2 separate regions of the Sus scrofa genome follow, and region 1 is linked to region 2. A link is a contact called in public HiChIP or PLAC-seq data. All regions are on one chromosome and are shown on one strand. The core of a region is the stretch at or near the end of the contact, and the rest is flanking DNA. Distances in the headings are between cores, read along the strand shown. Region 1 overlaps TAX1BP1 (tax1-binding protein 1). Region 2 overlaps JAZF1 (JAZF zinc finger 1).

Region 1 (6,070 bases), core at 14-2,513, 91 kb after region 2:
ACTAGCAACCATGAGGACACAGGTTCGATCCTTGGCCTCACTCAGTGGGTTAAGGAACCGGCATTGCTGTGAGCTGTGGTAGAGGTCACAGACGTGGCTCGGATCTAGCGTTGCTGTGGCTCTGGCGTAGGCCAAAGGCCACAGCTCCAATTTGACCCCTAGCCTGGGAACTTCCATATGCCTCAGGTGCAGCCCTAAAAAGACCAAAAAAAAAGAGGAAGAAGTAGTAATGTAAAACTATAGTGTCACTAGCTGGAAAATCAAGAGTAACTCAAGAAGATAGGAAGGAGACAGCAAACTGGTCTACCACTGCTTTCCTGACAGGGCAGGGTATTAACTGACAATAAAACTGCTGATCCCAATGTTTCTTTTATCAAACGCTTATATAAGCAAATGCTATGAATTATGTTTGCCACATTAATATGCTCAGTCATTCAACAAATATTTAACTTCAAGTATCTGGCACTGTACTAGGAGCTATAAATACAGTGGTAAGATAGACAGACACCGCCCCTGTCTTCATGGACCTTACAATTAAGCAAAGGGAGTTAGATAAATAAGCACAGAGATAAATATTAAAATCACAAATTTTAATAAGTGCTATGAAATAAAAGTACAGTTCCCAGGTGTAAGTTTAATAAAGGCATCTAATTTAGACTGCGAGGTCAAAGAAGGCCTCTCTAAAGAAGAGTTATTTAATATGAGTGGTAGGAATAATTAGACATTTAGTGTAAAATAATAGAAATTATGGGATAGACTAGGAAAAAAACTACCACTGGAGGAAGAAAGAAGGCAATTAGGGTTAACAAGATAAAATGAGACAGCCATGAAGCAACACCTGTAGATTGCTCATAAGGAGCACAAACAAGCTCACTGTATTATTCTATTCTTATATATGTTTAAATTCTTCTTTTAAAAAAAGTTAACCAAGAATTGTAGGCAAGAACATTTCAGGCCAAGAACATGAAGAAAGGCCCTGAAACAAGAAAGCAATTCATGAGTTGTAAGGCCTTGGGGACTAGAACAGTAAGTATGGTCCCCGGACCAGCAGCAATAGCAATTTGTTGAAAGTATAAATTTTAAGCGCCATCACAGACCTACAAATCAGAAACCCTGGGAACAGAACCCAGAAACCTGTGTTTTAACAAATAATGCAGGTGATTCTAATAAAAGCTCAAAATTGAGAACCACTACTGAGAGAGGTTCTACAACAGAGAAGAGTTAAACAGGAAACTGTGGTTTAAAATGGGACCAGAAAGAGAAATTGGAGGCCACCTATATAAAATGATCTAAGCTATGCTGAGAATTTTGGCATTTATCTAAGTGCTCTAGTGCACGGAAGGCCCACTAAAGGGCTTTAAACAAGGAAGGGATCAGCTGTACATTTTTAAAGGTTACCTTGCCTGTAGTTTGAATAACCTTTCACTTCAGTCAAAGGTAGAGGAGGGGAGTGACCTCCTGGGGAGACAAGTGTGGCCCTCATTTAACAACCACCAAGGAACTGAGTTCTGACAACAAGTGAGCTCGGAAGTGAATCTACACCCGTGAGCTCACTGAGTGCCATCTGACACCCTGGCTGCAGTTCTGTGAGATGTCTAAATTAAAGAGGACCAGGCTAAGCCACACCTGGATTCCTGACTCACAAAAACTGTAAGATTCAGGGAACGATATCCACTCTGTGACAGAACATGATGAACGATAATATGAGAAAAAAGTGTGTGTGTGTGTGTGTATGTATGTATGTATATGTGTGTTTGTGTGTGTATATATATAATATGACTGGGTCAATTTGCTGTACAGAAAAAAATTGACCAACATTGTAAATCAATTACATTTAAAACAAAACAAAACAAAACAGTGAGATAAGAAATTTTGGGTTTTTTCCCTCTTTTTTTGTCTTTTTACAGCCGCACCTGCAGCATATGGAAGTTCCCAACCCAGGGGTCGAATCCTACTCTCAGCTGAGGCCTAGGCCACAGCCAGGGCAACACTGGATGCGAGCCGCACCTATGACCTACCCCACAGATTGTGGCAATGCTGGATCCTTAACCCATTGAGCGAGGCCAGGAATCAAACCTGCATCCTCACAGAGGTAATTTCAGGTCCTTAACCTGCTGAGCCACAACAGGAACTCTCAAGTGTTGTTGTAAGCCGCTACATTTTCAGGTAATTTGCTATGCAGCGTAACTGTCATTACATTGTTTTCTCTGTGTGATTTCGTCCATTTATAACACAGTGTACAAATGATTAGAATCACAACTATCTTTCACTGTCATACATGAAACTTCAAAATAACTAAAATTATGATTTTATGTGTAAATTATATACATAAATGTTATATATGAAGTGTGTACTTTATAAATGTAAAATATATATTAAGTATCTTGACTGCTTCTCTCTAGCATCAGTTATTAACTCTAAGCACAAAACACACTTAGAGCCAAGGTTTCTTACCAAGAATTGTGAAAGTAAATCCTATTTCAAAAAGTTGTCTTAGTAGTTCCTGCTGTGGCACAATGGGATTAGCAGTGTCTTGGGAGCGCTGGATCGCAGGTTCCCCCAGGTTCGATCCCCGGCCCAGCAGAGTGGGTTAAGGATCTGACACTGCCACAGCTGCGGCTTGGATCTTGACTGAGGCTCAGAGATGATCCTTGGCCCAGGAACTCCATATGCTGCAGGGCAGCCAACAAAGGAAAAAAAAAAAGTTGTCTTAAACATTTGGAATATATTTTATCGATTTCTTGCCAGATCTGATTGAGTCACCACTGTTTTAACTTTGAAATACATCTGACCAAAACTCATACCAGAAATTTAAAACAATTTCTTACTCTTCAATTGTGCTCCTATTGTTTTAATTAGCTTTAACCCACTGTTTATTTGCAGGGATTTTTTGTAACCCAGTTGTCATTTTATTACCCCTCACTGAAGGGGGCAGGGGAGGTGAGGAGGATGAGAGAGTGAGGGAGAGAGAATTAATGCAAACAACATTTGAATACAACATACTGACAATAGGGGTGGAAGGGAGAATTGCAATTAAATAGATTTCCTTCTCATGTGATATGGCTCTAGCAATCCTGAAACTGCCAACAGCAAAAATGTGGCACCGTCGAGGAAAAAAGCCAATGTTGCAGTACTGTGAAAACAGGTTTACCTTCGTAGACCTCTAAAAGGGGATGGGGACCCCCGCCCAACCCTCCCGCCAAAGGACCACAAACCACACTGCGAGAAATGCTGCACTAGAGCATGTTTTATATTATATGTGTATGCTCTGTTTGAATGTTACATTATGATACAAGTCATTAACTTCTAAAAGGTTTCCCATTACAAAAGAAAACAGGATAAATACATTAGGTATCATTTAAATTTGTTTACTGTTCTCCTAAATTTGCACATTAAGGTTTAATATAAACTACGTAATGAAAATCAAACCAAGTTTCAACACTTGAACATTTTTCTCCTACCAAAATAAGGTATTTTAAAATATAAATAAAAAGGTTTTCTACCTAAGGGTTTTAACATGTCTTTTCTTTATCCATTTAACTTTAAAAAAATCACTCTCACATGAACTGTAAAATGTGTGTCCTTTCATAAAGCATCAAGTGTCCTATGAAATATTTTTTTAAAAATACATTGTTCAGGAGTTCCCGTCGTGGCTCAGTGGTTAATGAATCCTATTAGGAACCATGAGGTTTCGGATTCGATCCCTGGCCTCACTCAGTGGGTTAAGGATCCGGTGTTGCCATCAGCTGTGGTGTAGGTCGAAGATGCAGCTCAGATCTATCGTTGCTGTGGCTCTGACGTAGGCTGGTGGCTACAGCTCCAATTCAACCCCTAGCCTAGGAACCTCCTTATGCCATGGGTGCGGCCCTAGAAAAGACAAAAAAATAAAATAAAATAAAATAAAAATAAATAAAAATACATTGTTCAATACCTTCCCTCTGGAGAGGTTTTCCAAATGTGAAGTCAGACCACTTATCTCTTTGTCTTTCTCTGCCAACTGAAGCTGAAGAAAGAAAGAAAACCATCGTTAATTTTTTTCATTACTTCACTCTCTTCTTACCCTTCTAGTTTATAGCATTCTATCAAAATAATTCCCATTACTGTACCCGTGTATTTTCCTTGGTTCTTATTCTTCAGCATCTCGGAATTACCTGTCTTCCCCCACCCCAACAAATACTCCAATGGAAGCAGTCCTAAGGTATGTAGACATAATTTATGTACAACTTCATCACGCCTTGCCTCATGCATGTCTGATTCTGTCTAAATGGCACAAAATAAGGGAAAGAGCCCTAAACAAAAAGCCAAGCAATTTTACCAGCTGTGCAACCTTAAATATGTTGTTTAATCTCAATGTACCTTTTGGTCATAAGTGAAATGACTTAGCGTCCACAGGTTTGGAAGACGGTTACTAGGCTGTGAATGTGAAAGAGCTGTGAACATCACCATCTCGCTTTCGGCAATTTCTGCTGAACTAGAAACTTCTTAAGCCCAGCACTGTGCCTCAGTTATATGACCACCCATGTAACAGCCAACACAGCGCTTCATATGCAACAGGCTTCAATAAATATTTACTAAATCATTTTTTTAGTCAATATGCTAAAATAAAATTTCATACAAATTCAGTATTCATACTTTGTAATAAAGGAAGCTGCTAAGCAATAAAAACAATATCCAAAGGAATCCCAGAAACAATAATAACCTCATCAAATAAATTTTAAAATTTCATTCAGGGGTGTTACCATCGTGGCTCAGCAGAGAAGAACCTGACTAGTATCCATGAGGATCCAGGTTTGATCCTTGGCCTCCATCAGTGGGTTAAGGATCCGGCATTGCCGTGAGCTGTGGTGTAGGTTCCAGTCCTGGCTCAGATCTGGTGTTGCTAAGGCTGTGGTGTAGGCCAGCAGCTGTAGTGCCAATTTGACCCCTAGCCTGGGAACCTCCAAATGCTGCAGGTATGGCCCTAAAAAAAACAAAAAAATAAATAAATAATTCATTTGGATAGCAGATAAAGATAAAAAAGGACCACCAGTAAATTACCTTAGCCTGTAATAAACCACCCACAACAAAATAATTCTTGGTGTCAAAAATATTATATTTGGGGGAAAAATGTAAATGTAATGTATACATGTAAGGATAACTTGATCCCCTTGCTGTACAGTGGGAAAATAAAAAAAAAATAATAAATAAATAAATAAATAAAAGAATATTATATTTGGGAGTTCCCCTCATGGCTCAGCAGTTAGTGAACCCAACTAGCATCCATGAGGATATGGCACTGCTGTGAGCTATGGTGTAGGTTGCAGCCCGGATCCTGTGTTGCTGTGGCATAGGCCAGCGGCTACAGCTCCGATTGGACCCCCTAGCCTGGGAACTTCCATATGCCGTGGATGCAGTCCTAAACAGACAAAAGACCAAAAAATATATATGTATTATATTTAAAAATTAGATGATAGGTACAATTAACAAAGCAAAGGTAAACCATTTGAAAATTCCAGGCCTTTAGTCACACACACAAAAATGCAAATCACACAAACACACACATATAACACCCTAAAATGTATAGGATTACACTTTACTACCTAGAGAGAAAATACCTTTCTACTTATTAATTAGCTGTACAGCCTATTAATATCACTTACATTTAGGATCACAAGAAACATTTTGGCGATAAATTTTAAAACCTTTACATTCGTTTTTTAAATTATCATATCTTACTATCCTCCCAAAACACACTAAGGCCCCAGACTAATTTCATAAATACATTCATATTTTGGTGATTATGAAATGATCACTTTTCATCTTAAAAACTAAGCATGATTAAAAGATCCAAATACAATAGCCATCTGAATCTGCAAAATTAGAGCCACAATGGTAATGCATGAGTATCCATTTTCTCAGTTCATAGTTAATAAACTACATTCAACATCACTAAATACATAGTACGTTTTTATCTATACATGAAAATTCTACCTCAATTACCCATTTTAAAACTTTACATTAGCTTGATAAAATTATAGACAGCATATTTTCAAAACTACCAGGTACTATGTCTCAAGTTATATGAATACTA
Region 2 (6,067 bases), core at 1,962-4,461:
TAGGAGTTCCCATTGTGGCTCAGTGGTAACAAACCCAATGAGTAAGGACTCAGGTTCAATCCCTGGCCTTGCTCAGTAAGTTAAGGATCCATTGTTGCCATGAGCTGCGGTGTAGGTTGCAGATGCGGCTTGGATCTAGAGTTTCTGTGGCTGTGGCGTAGTCTGGCAACTGTAGCTCCGATTCAACCCCCAACCTGGGAACCTCCATATGCTACCAGTGTGGCCCTGACAAGACCAAAAAAAGTTGTCGAGTGTTATTGAAGTTTTGTATGTTTAGGAAAAGGGTAGGAAATTGAGTTGCTAACGAATATCAGACAGGTGATATGAATGAGCGGAGCTGGCTAGGTTCTAGAAAAACAGTGAATTTGAGAGCCCTTGACTTTTATATGGGAGGCAGATTGCTTCTTTACTTTCACCTCATTGCTATGTAAGAAATCAGGCCCAAAGATGCCAGAGCTGCTGATTTTCCGAAAGAATCTGGAAATCTGGATTGCCATGTCAGATCTCATTTTCTCATGGCAGCATCCTTTAGGCCATCAATTTGTGATCTCTGGCCCAGATGCTCATATATGTAACCACTTAAAAATTTTAATTGAATTTCAGCTCTCCTGAATAGAGGTGTTATACATGAACCATAAGATTAAGTCGTGAGTATTGTTCCTATGAAGGTAACAGGCAAGAAGTCTTTTGTTGAATCTCATATAAAAAATGTCATTGTTGATTTGGAGTTATGCAAACCTAGGATATTACTTAACATCTCAGTGTGAAACGAAGCCCTTCTCTGAAATATGCAGATAAATAAGAAAATGTTTGACAAGAACTTGAAATGTCTTCAAAATATACTCAAAGCTTTGGCTAGTATTCCAATTCTTCTGAGAGTTAATAATTCCCAGAAATTTTTTCAGGCTTAATAAAGTATGTATTCTGAGCCCTGCCATTGTGTGAAGGGCTTAGAATGGGGCCGGGGTTGTCTTATAAGTGAAAAGAACTACAGCAGATAAGCAAACATAATGCTGGGTGAGTGAATATAAGCTCGTGGTGAAAGGTACAGTCAGTCCTCAGCATTTGCGCGTTCTGTATTTGCGAATTCGCCTACTCAGTAGAATTTCTCGGTAAACCCATAATCAGTACTTGCAACACAGTGGCTCAGGATTCACTGACTCAGGGTTTGCCCCAATTTTATATTCACTGCCGTGAATAACTGAAGAATCAACTGTAATCCTGTTTACAGCCATTTTAAAAAACACATTCCACTAGTGCCCCTTACATTTAATAAGTTTTTTCCTCTTTTTCCTGAACCATTGCTAGTTTTGTCTTTGAATCTTAGACTACAGACCACCTTTTGGATGTAGCTAATGTCTTCTTGGTATTTTATTAGGAACTCTAAGAGTTCATAAGAGTGACCAAACCAATACTGATGCACCAGAGAATTCCACTTCACCAGGGTGCAGAGTGATGTAGAAAGCTGTCCTCGGGCCCTCTATCCGCCTCTCTCACACACATGTATGCGTGCATATGCACACACACACAATTAAAACTCTTTGCAGGAACATGTGATGATTGAAGTCAGATAGTTAGAAGTCAGATAAATGTGAGCTGAAATTCAGTTGAATTCATCTATTTTTTTTTCCCCCCCTCTGGGATTTCTTGGGCTGCTCCCATAGCATATGGAGGTTCCCAGGCTAGGGGTCGAATCGGAGCTGGAGCCACCGGCCTACGCCAGAGCCACAGCAACGCGGGATCCGAGCCCAGTCTGCAACCTACACCACAGCTCACGGCAACGCCGGATCCTTAACCCACTGAGCAAGGGCAGGGACTGAACCGGCAACCTCCTGGTTCCTAGTCGGATTTGTTAACCACTGCGCCACGACGGGAACTCCTGAATTCGTCTATTTCATAATCAGATCTTCTCTTGCAAGAACCCTGGTATTTACTAGATAATAGTTCACTGTTATCTTGAATAAGTCAGTAAATCAAACCCATCCTGTTTCAAATTTAATAGCTGCCTTATTAACCAAAATTGAGTATTAATAATAAAATCAACATATTTACTGCCCTTTTCCGTGGGATGAGTTTCATTATTCATTACTCAATTACTTTTGCAGTAAAAAGAAATGAGTTATGATTTGTTTTGGATGAGCATGTTATTAAATTAATGACTTGTTTCAAATGTTTTAACCTAAATGTTATAGTCGAAAAGCACTGGTAAAACTTTGCACTTTACCTTATCCAGGATAATAAACCTGTACGAATCAAAACATTAAAACTCATTCCATTTTAAATTACTCTAGAATGAGAGCCTATTGTTATACGATACCTGGAATATGAAATTTTTTAAAAGTTGTAGTGATCAAATTATGCACCTCAATTAATTAGGCAATAACCAATGAAAGATCTATTGTTACCAGTGGGTGAAAACTAGTTTCTATTTAATGACCCAAGCTGAAGTCAGGCTGAGCTAAGCTGAAAGAAGGCACTCGTTAACCGCAGGAAGGATGAATTTTGAGAATTATAATTAGCATATTAAATGGAATTTAGTGTTTTATTACAGCCCCCCTTTGAAACATAGCGTTATAAAGAATTCCTACCCTCAGCAAGGCAGGAAGTTTGATATCCTTCCCTGTTTATTTTATAATTACTCAATAAAATCCAGACGAAATTAGTTGTTACCAGTAATTAATGACCAGTTTAATAAAAAAGAAGGGAGTCTAGCAGATGGTGATTATTTTTTTAATAGGGCCTGCTTGAAGGGACCATCCTGATAGTAAACTCTTAACAGCAATTTGTAGCTACAAATGGCTGGTGGTCGCACCATCTTATTGGTTACCGAGGCTAGTCTAATCCTTGCTTTGAAGAGCTAGGGCTCATTTCTTCCCCAGCTAAAATTCTTTACTCAAGGCAAAGGGCACTCTGGTTACTGCCACAAATAAAATAGGTTCCATTAGCACACGAGAGGGGCAGATTCTAAAAGAAAGACGAGCCCCATGCACGTCTGGGGAAATTCAGAGGCCCCTTTGCTGTGGGAACCTGGAGCACGAGATGGAGTTAAGGTTGAACAGACATTAAAGATGCGCAAAGGGCTCTGTGTGAAAAATGAAAGTTAATGTCACCCAGTCCTTTTGGAGAAGTGGCACATCCATACAGGAGACACAGTAAGAACGGCGAGGTCAGCGTTGGCACATGCCTCTCTTAGCCCTGGCCGGCGAGCAGGATTTTCCATTTTTAGGAAGAGACGTGAGGGCTGCTTTCCTGGCAGTGGTGCTTAAACACTCGAGAGTCAGAAATGCAGTCTGAAACCAGAAGGTATATGGATTCATTCGGACATAGAGAACAGAAGCTGAGGCTGACTGCACGCACGGATCTTAATATCCAAGACCCTAGTCTGACCTTACACGGCTCTGCTTGCAGCCTCTTCCTGCCCCGACAACTCCCCCATTCTGCTGTAGAATCTGCTGTCCCCCAGGCTTCCCGCACCAGGGGACTTGGCGAGCCAGGAGGCCTGGCTTCCTCCTCTCCACATCTCCCTTGGCCCTTGTCCCTCATACGTCCTTGTGAAAGAGAACTGCAGCTCCCAGTCCTGTGCACAGGAGCTGCTGAAAAGGGAGCCGTTCCCTGCATTCAATCACAGTTTTGCCCTCTCCAAGGATCTTCAGGAACATTCGGCCCACAGAGCAGCACTGTCCTAGGCGTTCTCAGCCCCCTCTGTTTCAGCCCCATCCCTGCCTCTCTGCTATATCCCCCGTCTGATTTTTGCCCTGCTTCTTCAGCCTGTTTCTTATCCGTCATTCCATTTGATTGTATTTTATGGATCCTGGAGAGTTCCCTTTCATTCTTCCAGAGTTGGCAGAAGTAAATAAATAAGTAAATCATACCCCCATTTTACAGATGAGAGCGTTTAAGCATTTGACCACAGGCATGCGATCAGCAGGTGGGAGAGCCAGGCAGTTTTCATCTTTGTCTTCGTGCACCACGTCCCTGCTGAGTCAGAACCTCACCAGGAATAAATGGGAGAAGTCAGGCTTCAGGTAGAGGAAAAGGAGGTCGGAATGAAAGCGGCCAAAGAATCTCTTTGCTCGCACGTAAGAGGAAGAGGGCACCTGGAAAGGCTCCCACAGGCAGGCTGGATTTTTTTTTCTGGAGATTTCTCTCAGGCAGAAGGTGGAGGGGAAAGGAGGACTGGAAGTGAGCTCTGATTCAGCCTCAAGAGAACAAGTGCCTTCCACCCCGGCACCCTCGGAGGTCACCCAGGCCTGGTCCACCCAGCGCTGTTCATGACGGGGTCTCTGTATCCACGTCCCTGCCCCACCTGCAGGCAGAGAGCAAGAGAAGCCAGGCCTTGGAAATACCGCTCTCTCCTCACCTGTCCTGCTTGTCCAGGGGTGACCTTATTCTGGTTTTTGGTTTTTTGTTAACAGTGGGTTGCATTGTAGTGGTGGAAATTTTAGAATTGAAAAGATCAGAAAAAGTCAATTTGGTTACCAAAAAAAATAAATAAATAAATCATGTACGCTCTTCTGTAATGATCTCCCTTTTGTCCCGTTAGGCCTGATGAGGCACATTCTCAGGGACCCTCAGCAGAGGAATCGACTCTTTTAAAGGCACCGGGGTTCCATTCCATGAATTACCCACTAAACGGCTCCTCCTCACAGACTCGTCCCCTTCTCCCAGGGATCGGTGCTCGCACAGAGAAAGTGTGGTTAATGGCATAGGCAGGCCAAAGCCGGGCCTTTGGCAGTTCAGCACCGTGTTTGCAAACCCTAACTGCTACACTCGGGAGCTTCACGTTGGCATCCTCTGGTCTTTTCCCAGTTTTAATAGGCAACGCTGGCCCTCTGTGTGCATGCTGCCTGCCTGTGAGTCCCCAGAATTCCTCTCTCCCCAGTTCATGCATTTTAGGGCCACTCGTGTGGTGAATAGTCACTAAAGCCTCATTGTAAATAATGGAAGTGTTTTAATGGGTTTTCTAGGGTTTTTGTTTTAATTGTAGCCTTAATCTTAGCCGGCCCGTGATGGCCTCACTCGTACCTTTCTTGTCTCTGCATAAGCCTCTTCCATCCACAGGTGTGGGTGGGACATTTTCTTTCGAAGTCAGTGGGAGTTCCAGACACTGTGTCATTCCACAGGATAAAGAGTATGAGGCAGGAGTTCCCGTCATGGCGCAGTGGTTAACGAATCCGACTAGGAACCATGAGGTTGCAGGTTCGATCCCTGGCCTTGCTCAGTGGGTTAATGATTCGGCGTTGCCGTGAGCTGTGGTGTAAGTTGCAGGCTCGGCTTGGATCCCGCGTTGCTGTGGCTCTGGCTTAGGCTGGTGGCTACAGCTCCGATTAGACCCCTAGCCTGGGAACCTCCATATGCCGTGGGAGCGGCCCAAGAAATGGCAAAAAGACAAAAAAAAAAAAGAGTATGGGGCAAACTGGCCCAAGATCTTTCTCATCCTCTCCAAGGCCAAAGAGGGTTTGGTCTCAGATCTTACCCAAGTGAAACTCCTTACCCTAAAGGCATCCTGAGCAGACCTTTTATTCTCAACAAGGAAAAGGAGTGGACTTTTTCTCTGGGTAGCTTGGATTACACAGTAAGAAATACAGGATTGGATAACTTCTTGAAGACTGACTTGCCCAGGCGACTGAAAGGGAGGTTTAAGTGAAAATCATCGTAAAATACCCTGCGTCAGAGCTTTTCCTCTAACAAGTTGTTGGGATCTCATTATGAAGGGGTTTTGTGGACGGTTTGGAATTGAGTTTGAACCACTTCCTGCACACTGCATCAAAGCCATGGGAGGCTGTGTCTTGAGCTAACGTTTTTCTGCACAGAGTGTGCCGGGCTCTGAGCTAGAGGGAGTAACCATCGTACCTTTCAAAGGAAAGACGTCTTTGCATAAAACAGTCATGTGAATAAATAAATGTACTCTTTAGCAAAAGGCAGATCTTACAATTAAAGATTACATTTAAGATGCTTATCTAAAAATGTAAAAGGATGGAGTTTCCCTGTGGTGTGGCGGGTTAAGGCCCTGGCATTATCACCCAAGAACCTCTGCATGCCATGGGTGTGGGCCAAAAAAAAAAAA

The links. HiChIP or PLAC-seq counts read pairs in DNA pulled down with a chosen protein or histone mark.
Region 1: a contact with region 2 is called in an H3K27ac HiChIP or PLAC-seq map of skeletal muscle, with 2.5 times the contacts expected there. The contact joins two enhancer-like sites. A contact is called at or near these places in 10 of 47 Hi-C or Micro-C datasets (alveolar macrophages, brain, embryonic fibroblasts and 6 more) and 1 of 2 datasets of contacts at active chromatin or transcription factors (skeletal muscle).

What each region holds. Positions count from the first base shown.
Region 1 is chr18:44,845,613-44,851,682 of Sscrofa11.1, forward strand. It overlaps TAX1BP1 (tax1-binding protein 1), which reads right to left. Exons shown (of 16, transcript XM_021079294.1): 14 at 3,932-4,003. Among named protein-coding and RNA genes, the nearest start is that of TAX1BP1, 62 kb to the right of the region's middle. Within about 2 kb of position 1,264, at least 5 of the 83 cell types and tissues checked have an H3K27ac peak or open chromatin away from gene starts, as enhancers often do. A contact at or near this core is called in skeletal muscle, where this site is marked.
Region 2 is chr18:44,752,545-44,758,611 of Sscrofa11.1, forward strand. The region is part of intron 2 of JAZF1 (JAZF zinc finger 1); the gene reads left to right. Among named protein-coding and RNA genes, the nearest start is that of TAX1BP1, 150 kb to the right of the region's middle. Within about 2 kb of position 3,212, at least 6 of the 83 cell types and tissues checked have an H3K27ac peak or open chromatin away from gene starts, as enhancers often do. A contact at or near this core is called in skeletal muscle, where this site is marked.